3 separate regions of the Mus musculus genome follow, and all the other regions are linked to region 3. Evidence: chromatin contacts called from public HiChIP or PLAC-seq and promoter capture Hi-C data. All regions are on one chromosome and are shown on one strand. The core of a region is the stretch at or near the end of the contact, and the rest is flanking DNA. Distances in the headings are between cores, read along the strand shown.

The links. Promoter capture Hi-C pulls out the DNA fragments that hold promoters and counts their contacts. HiChIP or PLAC-seq counts read pairs in DNA pulled down with a chosen protein or histone mark.
Region 1: a contact with region 3 is called in a CTCF HiChIP or PLAC-seq map of the NIH/3T3 cell line, with 7 read pairs. The contact joins the promoter of Tesk2 here to the promoter of Rad54l in region 3. A contact is called at or near these places in 2 of 39 promoter capture datasets (cranial neural crest and frontonasal cranial neural crest), 2 of 15 datasets of contacts at CTCF or cohesin (both in the NIH/3T3 cell line), 4 of 115 datasets of contacts at active chromatin or transcription factors (the 230-238 cell line, the SCID.adh cell line, large pre-B cells and 1 more) and 1 of 9 other capture datasets (liver).
Region 2: a contact with region 3 is called in a promoter capture Hi-C map of pre-B cells, with 3 times the contacts expected there. The contact joins the promoter of Eif2b3 here to the promoter of Rad54l in region 3. A contact is called at or near these places in 4 of 39 promoter capture datasets (the C10 cell line, cranial neural crest, liver and 1 more).

Annotation. Positions count from the first base shown.
Region 1 is chr4:116,719,374-116,722,991 of GRCm38.p6, forward strand. It overlaps Tesk2 (testis-specific kinase 2), which reads left to right and starts at 1,582. Exons shown (of 11, transcript NM_146151.4): 1 at 1,582-1,883.
Region 2 is chr4:117,017,973-117,021,480 of GRCm38.p6, forward strand. Eif2b3 (eukaryotic translation initiation factor 2B, subunit 3) reads left to right here and starts at 1,430. Exons shown (of 12, transcript NM_001111277.2): 1 at 1,430-1,504.
Region 3 is chr4:116,121,738-116,125,721 of GRCm38.p6, forward strand. Rad54l (RAD54 like (S. cerevisiae)) reads right to left here and starts at 1,952. Exons shown (of 18, transcript NM_009015.3): 1 at 1,325-1,952; 2 at 1,159-1,245. The coding sequence starts at 1,327. 2510003B16Rik (RIKEN cDNA 2510003B16 gene) reads left to right here and starts at 2,103. Exons shown (of 3, transcript NR_131048.1): 1 at 2,103-2,379.

The sequences.
Region 1 (3,618 bases), core at 332-2,831, 600 kb after region 3:
TTGTTATTTAGATCCACATTTAACACAAGCCTTTTCGCCAAGCCTCTCTCTGTCTTTCACTGGGCAGATAATTTATCTGGCATGGTGGCATTAGCTCCGATTGCTACCAGTAGTATTTATCAACTGTTTGTATCAAGCTCTATGGGAGACACACTTGCAAGGGTGCCAAATCTTTCAACAGAAATGTTAAAGGACAACGGTGGAACAGTGGGTCTGAACTGCCACCAGGTGGCAGCACATAATTTATGTCAGAAAGATCCTGAACAGGCCAAGAGAACTGTGCCTGAGTACCTCCCTTCAGAGATTCTGTGAGCTAATTACTCTTCCTCAAACAATTCCCTGTTTAGGTTATGCTTCTGTTCAAGGATAAATCACACAGCATTTAAAATAAAAAGATAATTTTATTATTTAAACTCCACTCATGTTCAGCCTCTTGCAATTTTATTTCCTACTATACATTTTCATAAACTCAGCTGTCAGTAGCACTACATTCCATTGGTGTTATTATTTTCAGTGCTGGGAATTGAACCCTGGACCACATGGTACATTACCATTGCTTTCTGCCCCTAGTATTTATTTATTTATTTATTTTTTTTTGTTATTCGAGACAGGGTTTCTCTGTGCAGCCCTGGCTGTCTTGGAACTCACTCGGTAGACCAGGCTGGCCTCGAACTCAGAAATCCGCCTGCCTCTGCCTCCTGAGTGCTGGGATTAAAGGCGTGCGCCACCATGCTCGGCTCCTAGACATATTTTAATTATGTCTCACATGCTAAAGATTTCTGAAGGGAGGCCCCTAAACCGTTGGGAGTAAGACCTATATCCCACTGCTCTTATTCTTCTTTAGCAGTCTGTTCAGCTATAAAATTATGAACCCTTGAGATCCATGGCTATGGAAAGTGTGAGGAAATCTGTACCTGATGAACAGTTGGGTAGAATTGTTATTCCCTTCGAAGATCTTTCATATCTCTCCTTTCCATCTAGCTGGTGATACCAATCCTCTAAGCCTTCCCTGAATTCAATCTCTCCCTTTGGCATTTCGTTTAAGTTATACTTACTGCTCTTTCTCAAGTTGTTAGGAATTATGTGCTAATTTTAGCTTGTCAATATACTGCGTTCCTGCAGGACACTGCATTCGATCCAGCAGAACACCTTATTCAAAAGCCGCGCCAGTTTAGTGCTTGTTTAATTGGCTTAATTAATTTACCATTCGCTTCTGTTTGGGGGGGTTTGATTGGTCTCTCTTGTGTCCCGCCCTCTGAGACTCTTTAGACTAGGTTTTCCCCAAGGTGAATTCTCTCCGGTTCCGCTTTTTCAACACACTGTCCCCTCTGTTTTTAACTCCACTCTCTTCCTATTGGTTCCCTTCATCTTCTAAGAGTTGGCGCCGAGCGTTGCTGATTGGCTTTTCTGTACGCCCATTGTGCCCACCCTCGTACCACGTGGCATTCCTAACGTTAATTGGGCAACTCTATTAGCTCGTTTGTCAAAGGTTGACGATTGATTGGCTGCTCTGAGGGAGGCCTGAGGAGGGGGCGGAGCTCACGGGGCCCCGCCCCCAGCCCCCTGCCCCCCAGGCGTTTCAGACACTCACCGGCGGGGAGCCGAGAGTTTCCAGCTGCCTTCTCAGTCCCAGCGGTGATCCGCCTCCGGGCCCCGCCGAGTAGGCGGGGGAAAGCAGCTCAGACCGCAAGGCCATGGCAGTAGCCTCCAGCTCCTGCGCCGCCGCTGGCCCTGAGCAATCTCCGGCTTCTGCCCAAGGGACCCTCACCTCCTCCGCAGGCTAAACAGCCGCGGCCGGGAGCTGCTATGCTCGCTCTGGGCCGCTGCCTCCCTTACCCTCTGGCCGGCGCAGACGCCCCCTCCGCGGCTCAGTTGTGCCTCAGGTAACGTCGGGAGAGTGCCTGGGGACCAAGGCTCGGCATCCCTGCCCTGCGCGCAGCTTGGCTCATGGGTCGCTGAGCACTGGACAATCCGGTGCTGTACTTGAGATTCTCAAAGAAGCGGGGACTGTCTCTTGCCCCTCTCCCCCTTTCCTTCTCAGTTCCCTCCGGGTCCCGGGACAGTCCCCACCTCGTCTCAGGGGTCAAGAACCCATTGGACGTTATACTCAAAAGGGTTGTTTGTGTCTGACCTTCCTCACTTGTGAAGTTGTGGAATCCTTCACGTCCCGTTCCCCTACTGAGTGTGCCTCACTAGTCTCCGAGCCCCCTTCTCCCTCTGAGATCTGGATTCCCTCCGAAACGTGCTCATCTCTCCTAACCACCCTGACTCCTATCCTAAGAGACTTCTCTCCTTTTTATTCACGTTCTTACCCTTCATTTTGAAGAAGACTCTTATCTAAACTACGATTCTGATTTAGTTGGAAATAAAAGCCAGATTAGTCCAATTGAAAAACCTTTTAATTTAAACCTCTGAGAAAAACTTGTTAAAGAATTTGGACTTTATTTGTAGGCATACGGAGCCATTGAAGGTTGTAAGCAGGAGTTTGATATGGATTATCTCTGGAAAATGTGAAAGAAAGATTGAAAGTAAGACCGGAGGGCAGAAGGCCCAGGTAGTCAGGAGGCTGCTGTGTTTTGTGCGTGAGAAGAGGATGAATGGACTGGAATAGTTGTGGAAAATGAAGAGAATGGCATGAAATTCCAAGAATTTTAGAATAGAATTTAGAGGGTTTTTTGCTTTCTGCTTTTCTACATAAGGGCTTTCTCATTGGTTTATGGTATTGGGTTGGTGGTGCTAACAATGTAAAGAAGTAGATCTGAAGAATGATAAGTTGGGTTGTGGACAAGTTCAACCCGAGTTTTTCAAATAGAGGTGGAAAGTTGCTCATAGAACTGATTAAGTTAGGCTCTAAAGACATAAATTGGAATTAAATAGGAATACTTGAAACCTTAGCACCCCCTCGTAGTACTCCAGAAAGCGGAGAATTGGGCTGTGGACAGAGGCAGCATTGCTGAGGATAACAGACACTGAAGAGAGCTAGAACACTGTGGCAGTATCACAGAAGCCAAAGACAGTCTCCAGAAGGGAGGGGGATACCAGGCGCTTCCCAGGTCAAGCAGCAGGAGAGTGTGAAGCCACGAGTCTGGCAATTAGGAAGTGACTTGTTTTCTTTCAAAGGCAGTTTTGATAATCTGGTGGTTGTAATGCAGTGGTCAGCCCACGGATTTAGGAGTAAGTGGAAGGCAGGCGGCAGTGAGCAGCACATCTGCCTTCTTTCTCTCTTTTTCTGCTTGTTTGAGGGTAGGCCAGCCGGGAATTATGCGTGTTATCACACTAGACTGGTCTTATTTTTATTGTGATCAGTTATCTGTAGATAAATCAGCTTTCTCTGGAGGTTGACGGAACTGCGGTGAGTTTCTGACATGAGCGTTATAGCCATGGGAATCATCAGTGGGAAATAGCAAGGGTTTGTTGTTTTTAGGTTTATTTTTATTTTATGTGATGAGTGCTTCTTCTGTTGGTTTGGTTTCAGACAGAATCTCGCAGTGTAGCCCTGACTGATTTGGAACTCACTATGTGGATCATGCTGTATGGTGTGTAAGTGTGTGCCTGTGTGTATGTTTGTGCACATGTGTGAAGGTGCCCTCAGAGATCAGAAAAGGGTGTCAGACCCTT
Region 2 (3,508 bases), core at 180-2,679, 900 kb after region 3:
TGAAGACAGGACTGTAGGCCCTGGGCTGCAGACACCATGGGGCTTGTTTCCTCCTGTGCTATCTGAGTTAAGAAGCTATTAAAAAAGAGTGCTTCTGTCTCTGTTTTCTTACGTTATGTTCATTATACATTCCACAGAAAAAACTTATGTTCCTTGCTATAGCCTACAAGCCGGTGGGGTCTGAATTCTCTGGTCTCCTCCATCTGGCTCCCTCTGGTAGCCTTTACTCACCCACTTCCCCTCTCACTTTATTTCTGCTGCAGTGCCCTTCCTACTCTTTATTGAACTCCGGGGTTTCTTTTGGGATTTGTTTGTTTGTTGCTGTTTTTTTGTTTTTTTGTTTTTTGAGACAGGGTTTCTCTGTGTAGCCCTGCTGTCCTGGAAATCACTCTGTAGACCAGGCTGGCCTCGAACTGACAGACATAGGCCTGCCTCTGCCTCCCAAGTGTTGGGATTATAGGCATTCACCACCACGGGCAGGATCTTTGCACTTGCTGTCTAGTCAGCTTGCAAGGCTCTTTCCCAAGGCTCAACCCGACTTACTCTCTTCAAACCATTAAGTGCTATTGTAAGACCCCCAAAGCTGGGCCTCAGCTCAAGTCCCGGGATGAGCTGGCCCGCACCCCAATAACTCAACAGCTCTTCTCTGCCGGGTATCCTTGGTAAAATTACAATTATCGCATCTCTGGTTGTAAGGTATAGAAACAAAAAGGCTTTTTGCTGGCTATAGAGAACAAAGAGCTTCTTTCTAGCTGTATTTTTAGAGAACAGGGAAAACAAGCTTGGGGGAATGTTTTAGGGGCTTTACCTCCCAGGGAGAAACGCTCTAAGTCCGGTTCTCACACTATCAGAAATGAATTTATTGTTTGAATGGCTAAAGTTTGCTGACACAAAGGCCAAATCAGGCATCTTGCACACTAGAAGCCTAACCAACCGCTGGCTTGCAAGGGAATTTAGTAGGTGTTTTGTTTTGCTTTGTTTTTTTAAATTCTTGAATCTTCTATGAGTGTTGGTGCAGGTCTTTAATCCCAGTCTACCGGGGGCAGAGGCAGGGGAGATTGCAGCTGGCGGTTCTCTGTGAGTTCGAGGCTAGCCTGGTTTACAGAGTGAGTTCCAGGACAGCCAGGGCTACACAGAGAAACCCTGTCTTGAAAAAAAAAAATCACAAAACAAAACAAAAAGTATTGACAAGCCAAATTTACAGTGCCGTGAGGCTGGGATTTAGAATGGCAACTCCGAAACGTTAGAGATTGAAGGGGACATTTAACAAGCACTAGGCAGCAATACAGAAACTCCACGCCACGGCTCGTCGGTCGCTTGGTCTCCGGCACGCTCCGCAAGAGCATCCTTGCCTTCTGCCATCTATTACTCGGCACTCGTTCCTCCTTCCTGAGTCGGCGCGTCGTATCGAACCGCTCGGCCACCGCGCGCCTGCGCTCTTGGCTTGTCAGCCAGAGGCGGCGTGGGGAGCGCTGGGAGAGGCTGCGGCGTGCGGATAGCTGAGGTAAAGCCGGGGCTAGTGCGGTGCCAGGCGGGGCACGAGCTGGCTGAGCAGGGAGAGCGGCGCGCGGATGCTGGAAAGCCGGGTTCCTGTGAGGGAGGCCAGCTAGCCGAGCAGGACCCGAGTAGGCAGACAGGGACTGCGCTCCCGAAATCGCCGGGCGAGACACTGCCGGCCCTGGCCGTAGAGCCATGCGTCCCGACTGGGGGACTGGAGAGTCCAAGCCTTGTGCAACAGATGGAAAAACTGAGTTTCAGGGAGGGACAGTTCTGCCCGAAGTCACACCGAGTGAGCACTAGACTCCCTTGGTGCCTTGCTGACATGGTTTCCACATTATTTATTCGTCCCACATTTATTTGGGCTCAAGGCAGGGACTAAATGGGATACAGTAAGGCCCTTTTAGGCAGCGCGCAAAGGTTTGGCAAACCAATTACAATGCAGTAGCCGATCTTACAATTTAGGACAGAAGACGGCAACTGTGAGGAAGGCATGACTGGGACTCTGTAAACGCCTCCTGTAAAACTTGGAGGCTGGTGAGACTCATCGACTTGGTATTGGGAGTCACGACGGTAAAGTTGAAACTTTTAAGTCTAGCCTTATGATTGGTTAGGTTCATAAGTATTCTTGTTTCTTAGGTTGCGTCTTTTTTTTTTTTTTTCCTCCTTAACCCAGAGATTGAGAACAGGAACTTTAGGTTCTAGCCACCTGGGTTCCAAATGTGTTCTTGTACACATTTGAGCTTAACACTAATGTGGGGTTGCTGTGAGGTTCACAGATGCTCATTCCACATATAGTATCTGGCATCTGACTGGGTGTATCCTGACAACACATAGTCCCCAACTTCAAGGAACTCACTCTTAATAGGCATTTAAATGAATGCCTGCAGTGAAGCCTATAAAGGTTGACACAGTCCGTACAGAGTATAGTAGAAGCAGCAGGTGAAAGAAGTCCCATCATTGGTGTGCAAAAAGTTAGTTGTAGCTTCATGCTATGCAAGATGATTTCTGAGCAGAGTCTTTTTAAAGAGTTTTGCTACTTGGTTACTTGTCCCAGGAGAAAACCAGCCTAAAGCAGGAGTAGCCGTAGACCTGCAGTTCTGGCTGCTAAGGTGGTAAGACTGGGAATCACTTGAGCCCAGGAGGTTAATTCACACTTTATAACCAGGTATTGGCACTAGATTCACAAGCATCAATATGATGACCTCTAGAAGTGGTTCTAGAGTCTGGAACCACCAGGTTGCATGTACTGATCTGTAGTGAGGGTCACATCTAGGAAAGGCCATCACACTAGCTATGACAGCGTAATAATACCTGTCCACTTAAAAAGGACCTATAGGGGGCTGGAGAGGTGCCTCAGTGATTAAAAGCAGCGTATATTCTTCCAAAGGACCTAGGTTCAGTTCTCGGCACCTACATGATAGCTCAGAACCATCTATAACTCCACTTACAGGGGATCTGACTCCATATGTGCACTCAACACACACATAAAATTAAAAAAAAAATAAGTATTTGTTACAAAAGAAAACCCAGAGTTATAGCACAGTATATTTTAGTTGGTATAGTGTGTTTTCCGTGATCCAGCATCTGTCCAATAATATGAAACATGTATATAGTGCGTGTGATAGGATGAACGTTACTTTGCATGTCTTATAGAGAAATACTTTTTTATTCTTGTGTAGGGGATCCAGCCTAAGGCCTCATAAATACCAGACAAGTGAGCCCTCATTTAATCCCAACAGCTTCATGAATGTGTGGATGTGTATATTCCTAAATACATAACTACAGCTGCTCTCTCATAATCATGTTGATTATGTGTATTTCCCCAGGACTGGTCATTTGGTATTGGATAATCAATTGATGTTCACTATTTCACTTGCTCTCAGAATTTCTTAGTTGCCTGTAGTTTTTTTTTTTGCTTAGGGTTGAGGCCTTGTAAGCTTTCCCTCCCAGACATTAACATGTCAGTTGGTGTTATCCTTGTTCAGGTCTCGTTTAGGAAGCCATGTTG
Region 3 (3,984 bases), core at 702-3,201:
CTTCACAGGCCGATACTCATATACAGACACCAACAAGAAGTACCTTCTAAGGACAGAAAAAGTGGCACATGCCATTAATCCTTCCACTCATCAGGCAGAGGCAAGTGGATCTCTGTCTGGTCTACACAGTGAGTTCCAAGTCAGTCAGAGAGCTACATAACAGAATTCATGTCTCAAAATAGACCAAAAAAAAACACCCAGCCAGGCATGGTGGCAAATGAATCCCTGATCTTGGAAACCAGAGGCAGGTCTCTAAATTCTGAGGTTAGCCTGATCTCTATAGAGCAAGTTTCAGGGGCAGCCAGGGATATCAGAGAAACTCTAAAGCTCTCATATGCCAAAATCCTACTTTTTTTTTTTAAACGCAGATTTTCATGTATTCCAGGCTGGCCTGAATATACTATGTAGTTAGGGAAGCACACAGAATATATTAGTACACCACCACCCCCACTTTTGGCAGGCCTGGAACCCAACATTACCATTCCTTGGTTTTGATATTCTCCTCCCACCAAGAAAACTGAAACTGTATTAATTTCTAGTGAACCTACCTGGAGGATAACAATTTTTTTAAGATTTATTTATTTATTATATGTAAGTACACTGTAGCTGTCTTCAGACACTCCAGAAGAGGGCATCAGATCTCATTACAGATGGTTGTGAGCCACCATGTGGTTGCTGGGATTTGAACTCAGGACCTTTGTAAGAGCAGTCAGTGCTCTTAACCACTGAGTCATCTCTCCAGCCCCAAGGATAACAATTTTATTAATCTTCTCCAATGCTTAGTATACTGTAAATTTTCATTAAAATTTACTTACGCGGGGCAGTAGTGGCAAACACCTTCACTTTCAACACTGGGTAGCAGAGGCAAGGGAACCTCTGTGTGAGTTCAAGGCCAGCCTGGTCTACAAACAGAGTTCCAGAACAGCCAGGGCTACACAGAGAAACACTGTTTCAAAAAAAAAACCTTAAGTGCCAGGTGTGCCTGGCACATGCCTACGACCACACACTGCATTTGGGAGACAGACCATAGTCTACAGACCTGGTGAGAAGCTCATCTCAAAAAAAAAAAAAAAAAAAAAAAAAGCTTCAAAAATGTATGAAAGGTACTTTCTCAAGATGACTATGAACCTCATTTTCCTTATTCCCCTAAACACTCACTACTGTCCCAGGCTGCCAGTCTTCATCATCTGATGATCTGTCTTCTGGTTTCCTCCTAGCCAACTGGCTGGGAGCTAAGCTCCTCCTCTGCAAGGGAGAACAGAAAGTGAGTTCCTGCAGTGATCCTGCAGCCAGGCCCCTTAAGTCAGCTTAAGGTCACACTTACCATCCTGGCCCCAGAAGCATCAAATGTCAAGTGCCCATCAGCGAAGTTAAAAGCACTCAGCAACAGAGAATGCAGGACCAGGGGATGCTATAAAAGGAAGTTGCTATATCATTGAAAATATTGTCTTAAGAGTCGGTATGAGGGGAGGGGATGCAATCAGAGGATGAGGCTTGGGTCCAAACCAGGAATGTCGGTCCCCAAGTTCCTCAAGGTCAAAATATCCAAAGCCAAGTCCAAGCGGAGCTGGGTCTAAATCTAGGATGGGAAAGAAGACAGATTGAAGTTGCAGATGAGCAAAGTGGAGTTGGAATAACGTCCCTAGCTGGGCTGCTTCCCTGAGAGTAACACCTACGAAAAAGTACAGTCTTAAGTACGAAGGCGAGACGCCTGAATTCTTAGGAGAGGGATAGAATTTACCAGAGCTGGACCGACATCAAACCTCAGTGTGAGGAAGGCAAGCAGAGACCTAGGAACGCCTTGTGGGAAGTTAAACAGGAACCCAGGAAGGACCAGTTAAAAATCCAGGTTGGGAGGAGGAGAATCTTAGAAGCTGAAGAGAGGCAAAGAGCGACTCCGGTATCTTTCCCCTTATTCTTCCTCTTCCCAAAGCGCGCGTTAAGAGCCTCCAGGCAGTGTCAATCGAACCTCCCGCCACTCTGCCACCACAGTCCCCTATTGGCTGCGTTCAGTGAACTTGACGCTCGACGATCCGGCCTAAAGGAAGGGGCGGGCCTAGGGCTGAGGCTAATAAGGGTCTTGGATTTCCGCCCAGAGGCTCAACAGACCACTAGGAGCTGTGGCTTATCCTGGTGGCAGCAACAGGCAGGTGCCAGAATTCTTACTTGCCAACGGTCCCTCTTCCTGGCTCCTGCCTTTGGCCGAAGCAGCTGAACCAAATAGATGTTTTGCACCGAAGTACTGTGCGGAGGAGTTGCTACTGGAATAGATTTCAAAAGGCAGCACATTTTTGGGAATTTGATTCAGGCTCTTTATTGTGCCAGACCTGGAGCAGAAATCTGAGCTGGAAGCAGGCAAGGCCAGTGGCCAGTCAAAAGGTGAGCGGAGGTGTTGGTGCTGCACTGCCAATTGGTCTGAGATGTCTTGAAATAAGCTAGCTGTCTTTTCCTGGGGCATAGTCACCCATTCTCTAAAAATCCGTTTTTCCTTTAAGTGATATTATTATAGTACCTCTCCTAAGGGATTATTCACAGGGTCTAATTAAAGTGAACAAAGTAGCTGCGCCTGGTAGCGCAGGCCTTTAATTATAGTACTCACTAGGCATAGGCAAGCAGATCTCTGTGAGACTAGCCTGGTCTTCATAATGAGTTCCAGGACAGCGACAGCTCTGTAGAAAGACCCTCCAAGAACGGGAAAAAAAAAAAGTGTTCAAAGTATTTAACATAGCCCCCATGTATTACCTAAGTGCTCACTAATCAAAATAGCATGCCCATTACACTTAATCACTATCTACTTAAAAGGATCTCCTTAGCTATTATAAATCATTTACTATCCTCAGATAAGGTTTATTGTCCCCATTTTGTCGTGTGTGTGTGTGTGTGTGTGTGTGTGTGTGTGTGTGTGTGTGGTGTCTTGGGGGCACTAGGAATATAGCATAGTGGTAGAACTTCGTGAGGCGGTCACTGCTGAGGTTTGTTGTTATTTGAGACAAGGTCTTGCTGTGTAACCCGGTTATCTTTAAACTTATGACCCTCTGTCATCCCCAGCCCGCCTAGCAGAAATGAGGATATACTAAAGAGATACTTATGTCCTTTCCTTGGCTTTTGGGAACAATGAACCGAAGAAATTTTAATTTCCATAGGAATATCTTGCTGGGAGACAAGAAGGCTGTGAGCAACTTAATGAAAAACAAAATCACATACACAAAAAGAACAGTTAACTTCTTTGCCATGACTATGAGGTCAGCCTGGGCTGTATAGTCAAAATCTGTCTCAAAATGGGGGGTATAAGGGATGTGTGGATGTGGATAAAAGCATGTGTCACCTAAGCCTGAGGACATGAGTTCAGTGCCCACAGCCCACACCAAGGTGAAAGGAGAGAACTGATCCACAAACTTGACCTCTGACCTCCATATGTACAGCATGGCACATGCGCACCCTCATACAAACATCATGTACATACACGCTCTAATAACAGAGAAATATTCTTTAAAGGAAAGAAACTCTACCTAGCCCTAGAAAATATATAAGTATTTCCTTTTTTTTTTTTAATCTCAATTTCTTCTTTTTTTTTTTTTTCTTTTTTTTTTTTTTTTCTGAGACAGGGTTTCTCTGTATAGCCCTGGCTGTCCTGGAACTCACTCTGTAAACCAGGCTGGCCTCGAACTCAAAAATCCACCTACCTCTGCCTCCCAAGTGCTGGGATTAAAGTCGTGCACCACCACACCTGGCAAGTATTTCCTTTTTGAAGGTTTGTTTTGCTTCTTTTGAGACTGGGTCTGATGTATCCAGTGCTAACCTCCTGTTTCTACTTCCTAGTGCTAAAATTATAGCCCTATGCCACCAGGCTCAACCTCCAACCTCCCTAATTTTTAACCCTATATCTGTGGGCCTACCTCCCCCCCCCCCCGCCCCTGCCCCTCAGCCATTGTACACCAGTGGCCATCAGGATGCAGAGGATCAGGGGAGCAGGGTCTTGGTGCT